2 separate regions of the Mus musculus genome follow, and region 1 is linked to region 2. A link is a contact called in public promoter capture Hi-C data. All regions are on one chromosome and are shown on one strand. The core of a region is the stretch at or near the end of the contact, and the rest is flanking DNA. Distances in the headings are between cores, read along the strand shown. Region 1 overlaps Rprd1b (regulation of nuclear pre-mRNA domain containing 1B). Region 2 holds the start of Bpi (bactericidal permeablility increasing protein).

Evidence for each region. Promoter capture Hi-C pulls out the DNA fragments that hold promoters and counts their contacts.
Region 1: a promoter capture Hi-C map of liver shows a contact between it and region 2, with 2.4 times the contacts expected there. The contact joins the enhancer-like site here to the promoter of Bpi in region 2. A contact is called at or near these places in 13 of 39 promoter capture datasets (the 3T3-L1 cell line, 3T3-L1-derived adipocytes, the C10 cell line and 8 more), 1 of 15 datasets of contacts at CTCF or cohesin (CD8 T cells), 10 of 484 Hi-C or Micro-C datasets (the C2C12 cell line, the HL-1 cell line, Sertoli cells and 5 more), 1 of 115 datasets of contacts at active chromatin or transcription factors (bone marrow-derived macrophages) and 2 of 9 other capture datasets (adipose tissue and liver).

What each region holds. Positions count from the first base shown.
Region 1 is chr2:158,033,925-158,039,936 of GRCm38.p6, reverse strand. It overlaps Rprd1b (regulation of nuclear pre-mRNA domain containing 1B), which reads right to left. Exons shown (of 7, transcript NM_001291134.1): 2 at 3,812-3,941. Among named protein-coding and RNA genes, the nearest start is that of Rprd1b, 8.4 kb to the right of the region's middle. Within about 2 kb of position 2,181, at least 10 of the 459 cell types and tissues checked have an H3K27ac peak or open chromatin away from gene starts, as enhancers often do. A contact at or near this core is called in liver, where this site is marked.
Region 2 is chr2:158,254,544-158,260,565 of GRCm38.p6, reverse strand. Bpi (bactericidal permeablility increasing protein) reads right to left here and starts at 2,325. Exons shown (of 15, transcript NM_001356542.1): 1 at 2,142-2,325. The coding sequence starts at 2,271. Gm34571 (a long non-coding RNA gene) reads left to right here and starts at 1,587. Exons shown (of 3, transcript XR_866913.1): 1 at 1,587-1,715.

The DNA of each region.
Region 1 (6,012 bases), core at 932-3,431, 220 kb after region 2:
TCAGAGGACCCAGATTTGATTCCTGGAATCCACATGGAATCTCACAACTGCCTGCAACTCCAGTTCCAGGAAATCTGATGCCCTGTGTGGCCTCTGTGGCCACTAGGCACACATGTGATCAAGCAGGCACACATGTAGACATAATGCTCATATACATAAAATAACAAAGACTAAGTTTCTGTGAACTTGATACTAGTTTAACCATGTGTCCACCCACAATTGCCACTTGAAACACCTAACCAGCCGTCTCAAACTTAACATGGCCAAAACAAAACAAAAATTACTTCCTCCACCAAAGCTTCCCAGTCCTCGGTTCAGACCAGCCATCGACTCACACTAAAAATCTCTTTCTTGCCTCAATACCAGCTCCCTTTTCAAGACATCATGTACATTTTACAAGGGTGAAGACTCCAACTACAAAATAAGCATTCAATAAATGGAGAGAGCCTTCTCACTGCAAATGTCTTAACCAATCTCACCTTAGCCAACACCACAGCAACACTCCTTCTGAGCTCAGGTTTCCCTGCCCTTCACAACCCATTCTCTACACGGGCCTTTCATATATATGGTTTGCAAGTATGTGAATGTGTGTGTGTGTTGTTCTCTACCTTACAAACTGAGACAGGGTCTCTCAATTGTACCCAGAGATTGCTGATTCAGCTAGTCTGGCCTTTACCCACTCTGTCATCTCTTCTTTTTAAAGGCATCTAATAGAAACCTTTAAAAAGTATTAATTTGCCAGGAGGTGGTGGTGCACACCTTTAGTCCCAGTATTTAGGAGGCCAGCCTGGTCTACAGAGTAAGTTCCAGAACAGCCAGGGCTACACAGAGAAACCCTATCTCCAAAACCCACAAACAAACAAACTTAACAAAAATAAAAACTTTCTCTACAATATAATAAAAAGATATACACTTATTGCCTTATCATATATTAGAATAGTTGACTAAAAAGAGGGATATCTGCTAATGGAGTGAACTTTTCATTCAGGTACAATTTTTTTTTTTTTTTTGTTTTTTGAGACAGGGTTTCTCTGTGTAGCCCTGGCTGTCCTGGAACTCACTCTATAGTCCAGGCTGGCCTTGAATTCAGAAATCTGCCTGCCTCTGCCTCCCAAGTGCTGGGATTAAAGGTGTGCGCCACCACCACCACCTGGCTCAGGTACAATTTTACCAAAAGTGCTTACTCATGATTTTACAAATGGTTAAACTTTTCATGAACTGTCCCTGGCAGCACAATTAACAAATAGATTATGAGGGGGAAAGATCCTAGTTATATGGTTAGGTTTTGTTTTATGTTTTGTTTTCTTTCTCTAATTTTACCTGGGCTTTTTATAATGTCTACAGAAATGTTTTCATTCGCTGGCTTACAGTTCTTGACTGACACCCTATCAGAATAGACTCCCAGGGACTATGGAACCACTCCTTTCCTCTCTCTGATCTCATCTGGGGCCACATCTTACTTTGTTTACCATATCCATCTCATCCTGCTCCTCTTAAGATGTCACGATTATTTCCACCTTAGGTTCTCAAATGTCACCTTCTTACCCAAGATGTATGGAGAAGAGTCTACCCTAGAACACTATTCTAATTAATTGTCCATATCATTTCAAAGTGTCTTGTTCACGTCACTGTTCTTATCTGCCTTCCTCCTTGCTGTTCCCCAAGCTCTGGATTAGTGTGTGGCATAGAACAAACACAAGTTGAATAATGAATGTGTAACTACCTCCAAACTTTAAAGAAAACAAGGTATGCATAAGCATAATATGTTCATAGTCTAGTTATTTAAACCACTACTCAAATCAAATCTACCCTATGAACTTTCTGAATTCAAAGGGTTTTTTTTTTTTTGTCTTTTTTTTTGGCTTGGGGATGAAAGTAGAGAAGCATCATAAAAATCTTGCTAATTATTTGGGGAATTAATGGGTCAGCTACCTTGGTTCACCATCTGGTCACAGCAAAAGCACACCAAGAACACTTACTAAGTTACTCTTGGTTGATGAGTTACAACAGTATTAAAGTAGCTATTGTACTTTCTGTTCTAATGATAGGATGAAGGAAAGAAGCCTTGAAACATGGTCCAAACTGGACCTTAAACAGCCTGGCATATGGACAGGAGCTGGGAAACATCAGGTAGAATGTGCCCAGATGGTTTCCCAATGTCTCCTGTTTACATCTCTTTGTTTTCTTTGTGACAAGGTTTCACTACATAGCCTGGGCTGGCCTCTGAGTGATGGAATTCTAGAAGTGTGTTACTATGCCTGGCTTCTGTATGGTTTTAAGATGTGCCCACATGCTAGGTAAGCCCTCGGAATCTTGGTATCCACCTTGTAGCCCTTTCTACTTACCCTTTTCTAATTCAGAACAGCGAAGAGTTATAAAAGTGTTAGTTTATTATCCCTATAGGGCAGAGATAGTACCCTTAAACCACATCTTTTCCCCAGTTAGTCACGATTATCCTAACTGACTCAAAGAATATTTACTCACCCCTATTAGCACCAGGACAGATGCAGTGCTGCCGCGTCTTGGGACACCCTGTGAGAGACTATGTGAGTGCACTCCTTGTCTGTAAGCACTACAAGGTGCCTGGCCCAAGAGCTAGGAAAAGGCAGCCCTTTCCTGCCTGGAGTGCAGGACATGAAAATGGATGAGTAAAACAGTGAGCTGGACTCTAAAAGCTCCCTGCCTTTTAACAAGATAGGAAAGTTGGGCTCAGAAACTTAACTTATACACCCAAGGCTACTCACATGGCACGTGAGACAGAACAGTGTCACACTAAGGCACCCAGCTAAGCCTTATCAAAACAGCCAACCCCAGACTCCAATTTCAGATAGCTTCTCTCAGCTTAGCAGCTGTTTGAAGAGTCAGTCGTTTTCTTCACGTCCCTAATGCACTCTGCCGCTTCAGTGCCCGTGGTCATCAGAACCAGCACGGCGGGTTCAAGCAAGTCCTCCAGCTTCAGAAAGCTCAATGTGGTTTTTAACATTTTGGACTACTAATTTTATTCCTTTAAACATTTCAAATCCTCCAAAGAATACTCACTTCAATTCCCACACAACACCTTCTTAGACTCCAAACATTTCTGTTTAATACACTAGTCTCATTTCCACTCTTCATGGTTTCTTTTGCAAAGATCTATGTATTTTTGTGCATACTTACGAACATAATAGTCTGTCAAAACAAAAAACAAAAACGAACAAAAAACTAAATTTTCCTCCTGGGAATCTAACTCACACCTACAAACAAGCCCGAGTGCTATGGAAGCTCAGCAGGTGTGAGCTTTCTATCCAGCTGCCTGTGTGCTCCATGGTGCAGCACTCTGCAGTCCAAGTTGCAGATTCCCAACCATGCGGCTCAAGCATCTGCTTCCCCACACATTATATGACTACTTTTGTATGACAGCAATGACTTCTATTTTTAGCAGACTAGAAAGAGGGGGAAATTAAAGTCTCAAACCAGTCTCCGCTATTGAAGAGACACTTCGAAGGAGAGTGAACTGCTCCTTTGCAGTACTAGCTCTGGTTTTTGATCATAAACTAATGAGACAACTCAGCCATGGAAAATGTACTTGAAAAAGAAATCCAGTGAGTGAATTCAGAGGAGAAAAACGTGTTTCTGGTACCAGAATGAATCTCTTTAGTGTTTCAAAGTGTTTACATGTCTGAGATGATAGTTAAGGGCCCAGAAAAACATAAAAGCATAATTTGGTCTTCACAGCACTCTGTAAAGTACAACATTGTCCATTTGCAAAGGATATACAAAAACAACAGAACAAAAAGGTGGAAAATATAAAAGCCCCCGATAGAAAACATACCTGGCAACATGAGAAAAAGCATCCACAAGCACAGACTCAAATTCTCTTGTGAACTCAGGTCCTTTCCTTTTACTGTTTTGGATGACATCATTTGCTAAGTATAGAAAAGTAAGCTTTCTATTTGATTTGGCTAGGAAAAAAAAGAAGAAAGGACAATTTAACTTATAGCGAAAAACTCTAATTAGTGATTGTTAGGCAATTATTAAAGAACATTAGATATGAGGAGACAGCTTAGCAGGTAGGTACTTGTCACTTGTCATACAAACATGAAGACTGAAATTTTGGTCCCTAGTACCCAAGTAAAATATAAGGTGGAGGTGGGTTCTCTGAAGCAAGCTGGCAACTAGCTCACCTAAATTGGTGAGCTCTGGGTTTACATGAGAGGTCCTACCCTGGTATATAAGGTGGATAGTGACTAAACATCAACTTCTGGGCTCCACACACATATGTTCCTGCACACAGCAAGCAAATGCTGTCTGTCTGTCTGTCTGTCTGTCTCCCCTACCCCTCTCCCTGCACACAAAAAGAATACTAATGTGAGTGTACCTCAGAGAGTTAGGTAGTTATCTGAATAAAACAATGGAATAAAATAAAGGAATTCTTTGAAGTCTAACTTGCACATCTGGGAATATAATTTTGGAAGAAAAAAAAACCAAGAAAACATTAGCTTCATTTCTGTGTTACTTTAACCAGGGTAATTAATTGGCATCAAAAATAAAGATAGTTCAAAAAAAGTCTTAAAGATAAGCTGTCAATCTTAATGCTAAACCAAAGTGTTCATTTACTGTACTATGAGGAAGTCTACTTCAAATACAGTTTTCATTACCAAACATTCTAGAGTAAACACGGGAGTTAGGATTCAACTTTGAAGGACAATCTTGCAACTGATGCTCTCAACGAAGAATCTTTTTTTGAGATGCCAATAGCCATAGCCAGCCAGTGACACTGACTTTACAGTCCAGAAGATTCTCCACATATACCAATAAACGTTTATCTCAAACACAAACGTGAAAAAATGCTGTACCACTGTTGAAAATTTATACACATCTCAAATCAGAATATGCAAAATTATAGCTCCTACAAAACCCACAATTCTTCTTTGTTACACATACAAAATGTACTGTTTTCTATTACTCTATATGGTATCATATATTAAACCATAAAAGCGTCACGTAACCCACCTGAATTACAGTTGCTTGGGGGAACATTACTGAATTTTCTGGCTTCTATGCACATAAGTTCTCAACCCTAAAGTTATATCACTACCATTTTTGGTCTCAGTTTTCTTTTAAAAGAAATAAATATGAATATAATAAAATGTTTCAAAACACTAAGTTTTCTTCAGAGCTATATTGAAAACTCTAGCAGTATTTATGCCAATTTATACACAACTGTGTACCTAGTCTTCGCTCCACTGCTCTCAAAAAAAGAAAGAAAAAAAAACACTTTTAAAAAGCACAGCAGGCAGAAGACTTGATATTTTAAAGCTACAAAATAATTAGAAATAGGGTTTTAAAAGCACATTATAGTGTTCTGTTTTTTTGTTTTGAGACAGGGTCTCAATATGACTGGCTGAGCATTTAGACAGGGAGATATTGAACTACATTCATTAGCCATCTAGTAATAACCTAATTTAGATAAATAACTGAGAAGATTGTGAAAAGCCTATACTTATCTTAATGATTATTCAAAAGCAAAACAAAGCCAGGCATAGTGGTTCATGTCTTTGATCCCAGAACTGGGAAGGTAGCAATAGATAGATCTCTATGAGTTTGAGGCCAGCCTGGTCTACATAGTGCAAGCAAGTTCCAAGGCAGTCAGAGCAACATATTGAAACTGTCTCAAAAAAAGAAAAAAAAAAAGTCAAGATAAAAGTATCAGTAGTTAGCCCGGCATGGTGGTGCATGCCTTTAATCCCAGCACTCTTTAATCCCAGCACTTGGGAGGCAGAGGCAGACAGATTTCTGAGAGGCCAGCCTGGTCTACAAAGTGAGTTCCAAGACAGCCAGAGCTATACAGAGAAACCCTGTCTTAACGCCCCCCTCAAAAAAAAGTATCAATAGTTGATACAGTGTCTTACTGTTACAAATACAGCACTACAGCAAAAGACTGGGGATTCAGTAGTTAAGAACACTCTTATAGGTGTGTATCTTTTCTCCAGGGCCTGAAAAGTGTAGTCCTCATACTTGTCAAAAGACCTT
Region 2 (6,022 bases), core at 1,076-3,575:
GTCTGTAATTCCAGTGCTCAGGAGATACGGACAGGGGTCCCAGAGCTAGAACAGCTATATCAGAGAGCTCTGGATTGAAGACCGGCCTCAAAATTTAAAACGGAGAATGATCAAGGAAGACACCCAGTGTCAATTTCTGGCCTTCGCACGACATATGAGCACCATCACACACACACATCCATGGGTACGTATGCGCTCATGTGCATGCTCATACACACACACACACACACACACACACACACACACACACGCTGTGCACGGTGCCTGAGGAACAACACCCAAGCTTCCCCCTGGCTCCCAGGTGTACCCACCCCCGTTGTAATGTATGCACACACATCCCCAAACGAAAACTTTCCTAGCTCATAGGTCATTCAGAAATATACGGCAAGCCACACTGAGCCTGCGGGCTGTAGTTTGTCAATCCTGCTCAGATGTAACAACCCCAAACAGTCGGTCAAGTATCTCTCTCTCCACACCTCCCTCTGGACTGCAGTCCCACTGATGAACACCTCTATAGCCTCCAGACTCTGACTACAGGACCTTTGCACACGCGGCTCCTGCTAGCCACCTGTTCAACTTCTCCTCTGTTCCATCGCCAGTTCTTCAGGAAGCTTCCCTGACACAGACGTTTAGCATCTTCACAGCCTTAGTGTCTCATTTGGAGCACCCATTCTTTGTAACTACGCATCTGTTCCCACGACTCTGATTGATGTCACGCTCCCTTGCTAAATGGACATCTCCCGAAGTTGGTGCCATGCCAGCTTTTATGTATCAGTGTGTCTCTGGTATTTACCGTGGTGCCCGGCATGTACTATTTGTTGGGTAAATAAATGAATGTCCCAGAGGCAGGAATTCTGCTACCAGTGATCATGTGGCTAACAGCACCAATTAACAGGCAACCATGCCCCCGAGGGGAGAAGAGGGAGGCAGAGAGGTGACCTGAGGTAGCTTCCAGTTTGCCAGGAACCAGCCCAGATGCCATTATAACCAGCAGTAGTAACAGTAAAAAGCACGGGGGTCTTCCCATCCACCAGCACTGCTCCCTGCCAAGCTGAGCAATCCTAGGAAGGGGGTCCTTCCCTTCCCTCCCACACCCTAGTGCTCTGGTCAAGAGCTCACTGCTGACATATGGTAGAGTCAAGATGGGAGATCAAGGCTTCTTGTTCCCCAAGTTCAACCTTTGGATGTGGGCATACAAATGAATAATAGGCTTGCTGCATTTTTTAAAAACTCACTCCAGTTGCCACATGGGACACTGGAGCTGAGCCTCTGCTCCCACAAAAGCTGTCAGTCACCCATGCACTCATGTGACATGTATGTACACACGCGCGCACACACACACACACACACACACCAGCTCTGGATTTAAACACAACCATATCCTCATCGACGTTCATGGGGGAATCTGTTTGCATCCCTGCGATGGCCTGCATGGCCTGGAACATGCGTTCTGGGATAGGAAAGCAGATCCCCTGGGACCTGCCCCGCCCCCCCACCCAACCTGGTCTGATCTGAACTAGGATCGCCCTGAGTTCTGCAGTTCCTCTCTCTGCCACCAGGAGGCAGCACTAAGCGGCCCCAAGAAGGGCTTCAGTGAGGACTAGAGCGCCTTTGCTAGAGACTCCTCACCTGCAGGAGTGCTGTGTCCCACCCACCCAGTCCTGCAATGGAAGAATGGGACCGGTGGATCTGTGAGGCGCCTGGCAGAGAAGCAGGTGAGCGGAGTTGTTACCTGCCTGGCCTTTGGGAGGAGCCTGGGGTAGCTTTCCCAGAGTCTGCCCGCAGTGTGTGTACATCTCACTGGAGGCGCCCCCCGGCACCCCCTGCCTGCTTAGTCTCTAACAAAGGAGGTAAGGCAGACGACTGACTTTGGAAAGAAAAGGCCTAGAAATGTCACGGTGTAGAGAGAAGGGACCGTGGGGACCCTCAGAGCCCCGGGGCACTTGGAATCTTCTAGAGTAGTGTGATCCAGTCCCAGCTCTGACACTTTTCTAGTCCTATGAGACGGTGCCTTAGTTTCTTTCTATGTAAAATAGGAGGGGGGGGGAAGCAGTGAACTTGCCAGGCATCCGATTTAAAGGGCTGTGCACCCTAAGTGCCCTGTCAGGGAAGGGGAGGAAGAGAGAAAGGCATCCAATTACCGAAGTCCAGACCCTTCTGGGAGATCATGGCCACGAAGCCAGGGTCGGTGGCGGCTGTCAGGGCTGTGCCAATGATGGCCAGCAGCAACAGGGCTGACCATTTCCGCACGTTGTCAGGGGCCCAGGTCATGTCCTCTAGGGCAGCCCAAACCACAAGGCCTCGGATGGGAACCTGAGACCTATAAAGAAGCCTTCTGGGGAAGGGCAGGGCAGTAGTAGAAAGAGGAAGGAGGAAGGCAGCCGTGGGGGCGGGAGGGGGAGGGCAGCTGCGGTTCCCCATCAACGTTGGGGACCAGTCCAGGGGCTGCCCCAGTGGAGCCTAGAGGTCTGTGCGAGCATGGGCATGTGCGCATGTGCTGTGCACGTGCACGCGCCCACCCATGCCAGCACGCGCGAGCCTGTTGAGACCTGTGGCTCTGGGACGGATTCCTCTTCCTAAGCAGTCCATCCTTTTCTTGCGTCCTCCTCGCCTCATGTAAGGCTTTCTTTCAAGCTGGGTGGTGACCACACGGAGACTCCCTGTCTCTAGTTCCTATCCCTTTGGTTGTATCCGTAGTAAATTGTTTAAAAAACGGGACCTTTGGAGGTGTCCCCCATCCCAGGCTGCAGGGGTACTTTTTTAGTGCTCTAATTCTGGAGTCTTGTCCTTGGCATCTCAGCTACTCTTTAAGGCTGGTCTCAGCCTCTCTGTGCTTCTCTGTGCCTCGGTTTCCTCTCCTATAGAGTGGTGGTGGGGGGTGGGGGGGGACTATCACCTTCGCCCCTAGCTTACTGTGAGGACAGGATGGCCTTCCAGTAGGGAAAGCAGGCATAGTGTGCCTTGCGAGAAAGAGAATCCAGATGGGAGCCTTAACCGGAACTTCAGAAATAAATACGAGAATCAGTTACATGGACTCGTCTCCAAGACACAACACCAAACATATTTTAATTTTCGCCTGTCCCATTTTTTTTTTCCTGGCAAGCATAGATAGTTAGTTCTGCCTGTTTGTTTTCCTATCAGACATGGGATCCTATTGGTTAGCCCGGGAAAGTTCCCTTTCTCTGAATACATTCTCCCCCGGCTTTCAATATTCCATCGTTTCCTAAACCCAGTTTTCTTAACCAGATATCTGTTTTCACACATTTCACCCCTCCTTCTCAGGGACCAGGATTTGAGGCTTCTGAGGGGACAGTAGGCTTCTCTTAGAGCCAAGATACTTCTAACACCATCAGGAGCAGGAGGCGCTAAGCTGGAGGGGCAAGGTGGGAACCCCCACCCCCATCCCTCCCCTCCTGCAATCTAGTTCAGCTTTGCATGCAGGGCTGTGAAGTTCTGCAGCAGCCTCAGGCCCCGAGTGGGAGTGGCCCGGTCTCCATGGTGAACAGAGGGGGCTGGACTTCAGAGGCTCAAGGTTTCTCACGCCCCACCCCAATCCCCTGGATTTTATGGAAGTCTAAAAATCGGGATCCTCCTATCCTCCTGAGGGCTCATTTCCTTTCTTCCTTCTTTCCTTGTTTCCTTTCTTTCTTCCTTCCTTCCTTCCTTTTTTTTCCCTCATCACTTCTTTCTAAGCAGATCCTCCTGCTATCTGCCCAGCTAGGAGACATTGCCTTCCAAACATCGGAAGAAACACAGAGCTGTGTACACAGGACCTGCCAGATATTGCTCCTCCTATGCAATGATATTTGTAAAGGACCCTGCTTTCAAGAGGCGGTGAAGGGGAGACGCCAGGAATTCTTACCCCTGGGTTTTCGCCCTCTGGATCTCCCTCAGAACATTTCTTCTGCACCCGAGGCAGCTGGGATCCATGACCTGTCATAAAATGCCATTTTCAGAAAATAATCCTGGACACCTTCCCATTCAGACATACACTCGGGCAAAACACCCGTGCATATAAAGTGAAAATGATTTTCAAAATACATTTCAAAACATAAAAATAAGGCCTAGAGCAACGCAGGAACACACGGAGAGTAGGTGTCCCAGGTTTAGGAAATTTTGACATTGTGCATATACCCTAGTGTAATTTCTTTGATTCTTATGGATTTCTGGTCTTTTTCCTAAGTAATTTTTAAGTATGTATATGCCTGGGTATCTGTGCGAGTGTGTGTTCATGTGTGTGCACACATGAGTGCAAAGTGACTTCAGAGGCCAAAAGAGGGTCACAGACCTCCCTGAGCTGGAATTACAGACAGTTGTAAGATGACTGAAGTGGGTGCTGGGAACTGAATCCGGGCCCTCTGCATGAGATAGAAGACATTTTGTTTTGCTTTGCTTTGCTTTGCTTTGCTTTGCTTTGCTTTGCTTTGCTTTGCTTTGCTTTGCTTTGCTTTGTTTTTTTTAACCACGGAGCCCTCTTTAGCCTGGACTTTTATTCTGCTCAGAATGTCCACTTGTTTCAACCTCACCCACACTATTCTGCTGACCGACGCCACACGGCTTAAGTGATGAGCAGAACCTGAGGTCACAGTAGGACTTCATGGGGGGACATCACAAGTGGGCTGGCCCAGAGGCGGATTCTGTGCACTGTCTTGCTCTAGGTTCTTATTCTGTTGAAAGGTAAACTAGAGTGAGTGCCACATGGACCTGGGCTCTGGCTCAGGCCTTGTCACCTGCTCCTAGTGAGAGTCTGCCTAAGCTCCAGCCCTGCTTTCTGAAGCCATTTTTCCTTTCTGGACGAGACAGTGTCTGTGCTGAAAGTCAATGAAGTGAGCCATCAGATGTGAGGAGATTTGCACACACAGCTTCTAGCTTAGTCATGATTCAGCTCCGCTCTGCTCTGGCAGGGAAGGCCCAAACCCCTACTGTGACAGCCTACCAGGGTCCTACTGCAGAGATGGGGGACCTCTGGCATCTGGGTTTTTCCCTGAGTGCATGCAGCCCTACACTTAGCAACTCCGTAGGTCAGCAGGCCCCAGCCGCAGCGGTTAGGATTGGCTGTGGAGCCTGACTGTCGTTGACCTGAGTTCCAGACCTACTGAACTTTGCTGACCCTCAAATTTCTCCTTTGTTCCCAAACTCCATCCTTAGACACCATGCCTATTATTAGCTCTGACCAACTTTTGAGACCAGTCTGATCTACAGAGCAAGATCCAGGACAGCCAGGGCTACACAGCAAAACACTGAAAAACAAACAACAAAAATAGATGTTCAATTGTGGCAGCCATGTATTATAGTTTTGCATTGTTTATGCTCTGAATTTAGAGCTAGGAAGTTGTTTTTTGTTTGTTTGTTTGTTTTGTTTTGTTTTTTGTTCTTGTCTTTTAAAAGTTACAGGGTCTACAAAGGAAGCTGATGGAATTCCCTGGAATGAGGGCTGTTACAATGAGAGACCAGGGTCACAAAGGGACCTGGAGAGGGAGGGGAAACTAGACATTACGTGAGACAGAAGCAATACAGTATATGGAGATCTGAACATGATAGAAGTTTACAGGGAAGGAGGGGCTTCCCTCTAACCTAGTGATTCTTAACCTTCCTAATGCTGCGACCCTTTAATACAGTTATGGTGACCCCCAAACATAAAGTTATTCCATTGCTACTTCATAATTGTAATTTTTCTACTGTTATGAGTCATAATGTAAATATCTGATGTGCAGAATATCTGATATGTGACCCCATGTGTAAGGGTTGTTCGACCCCAGAAAGGTCTCGACCCACAGGTTGAGAACCACTGCTTTAAAGCCTGGAAAAGAACTTCATTAAGAGTGAGAAAGAACCAGGCACTGGTAGCCCACGCCTTTAATCTCAACACTTGGGAGGGAGAGGCAGGCAGATTTCTGAGTTCGAGGCCAGCCTGGTCTACAGAGTGAGTTCCAGGACAGCCAGGGCTATACAGAGAAACCCTGTCTCGAAAAACATAAACAAACAAACAGAGTAAGAAAGAGAGCTAACTCAGGAGGCAGAG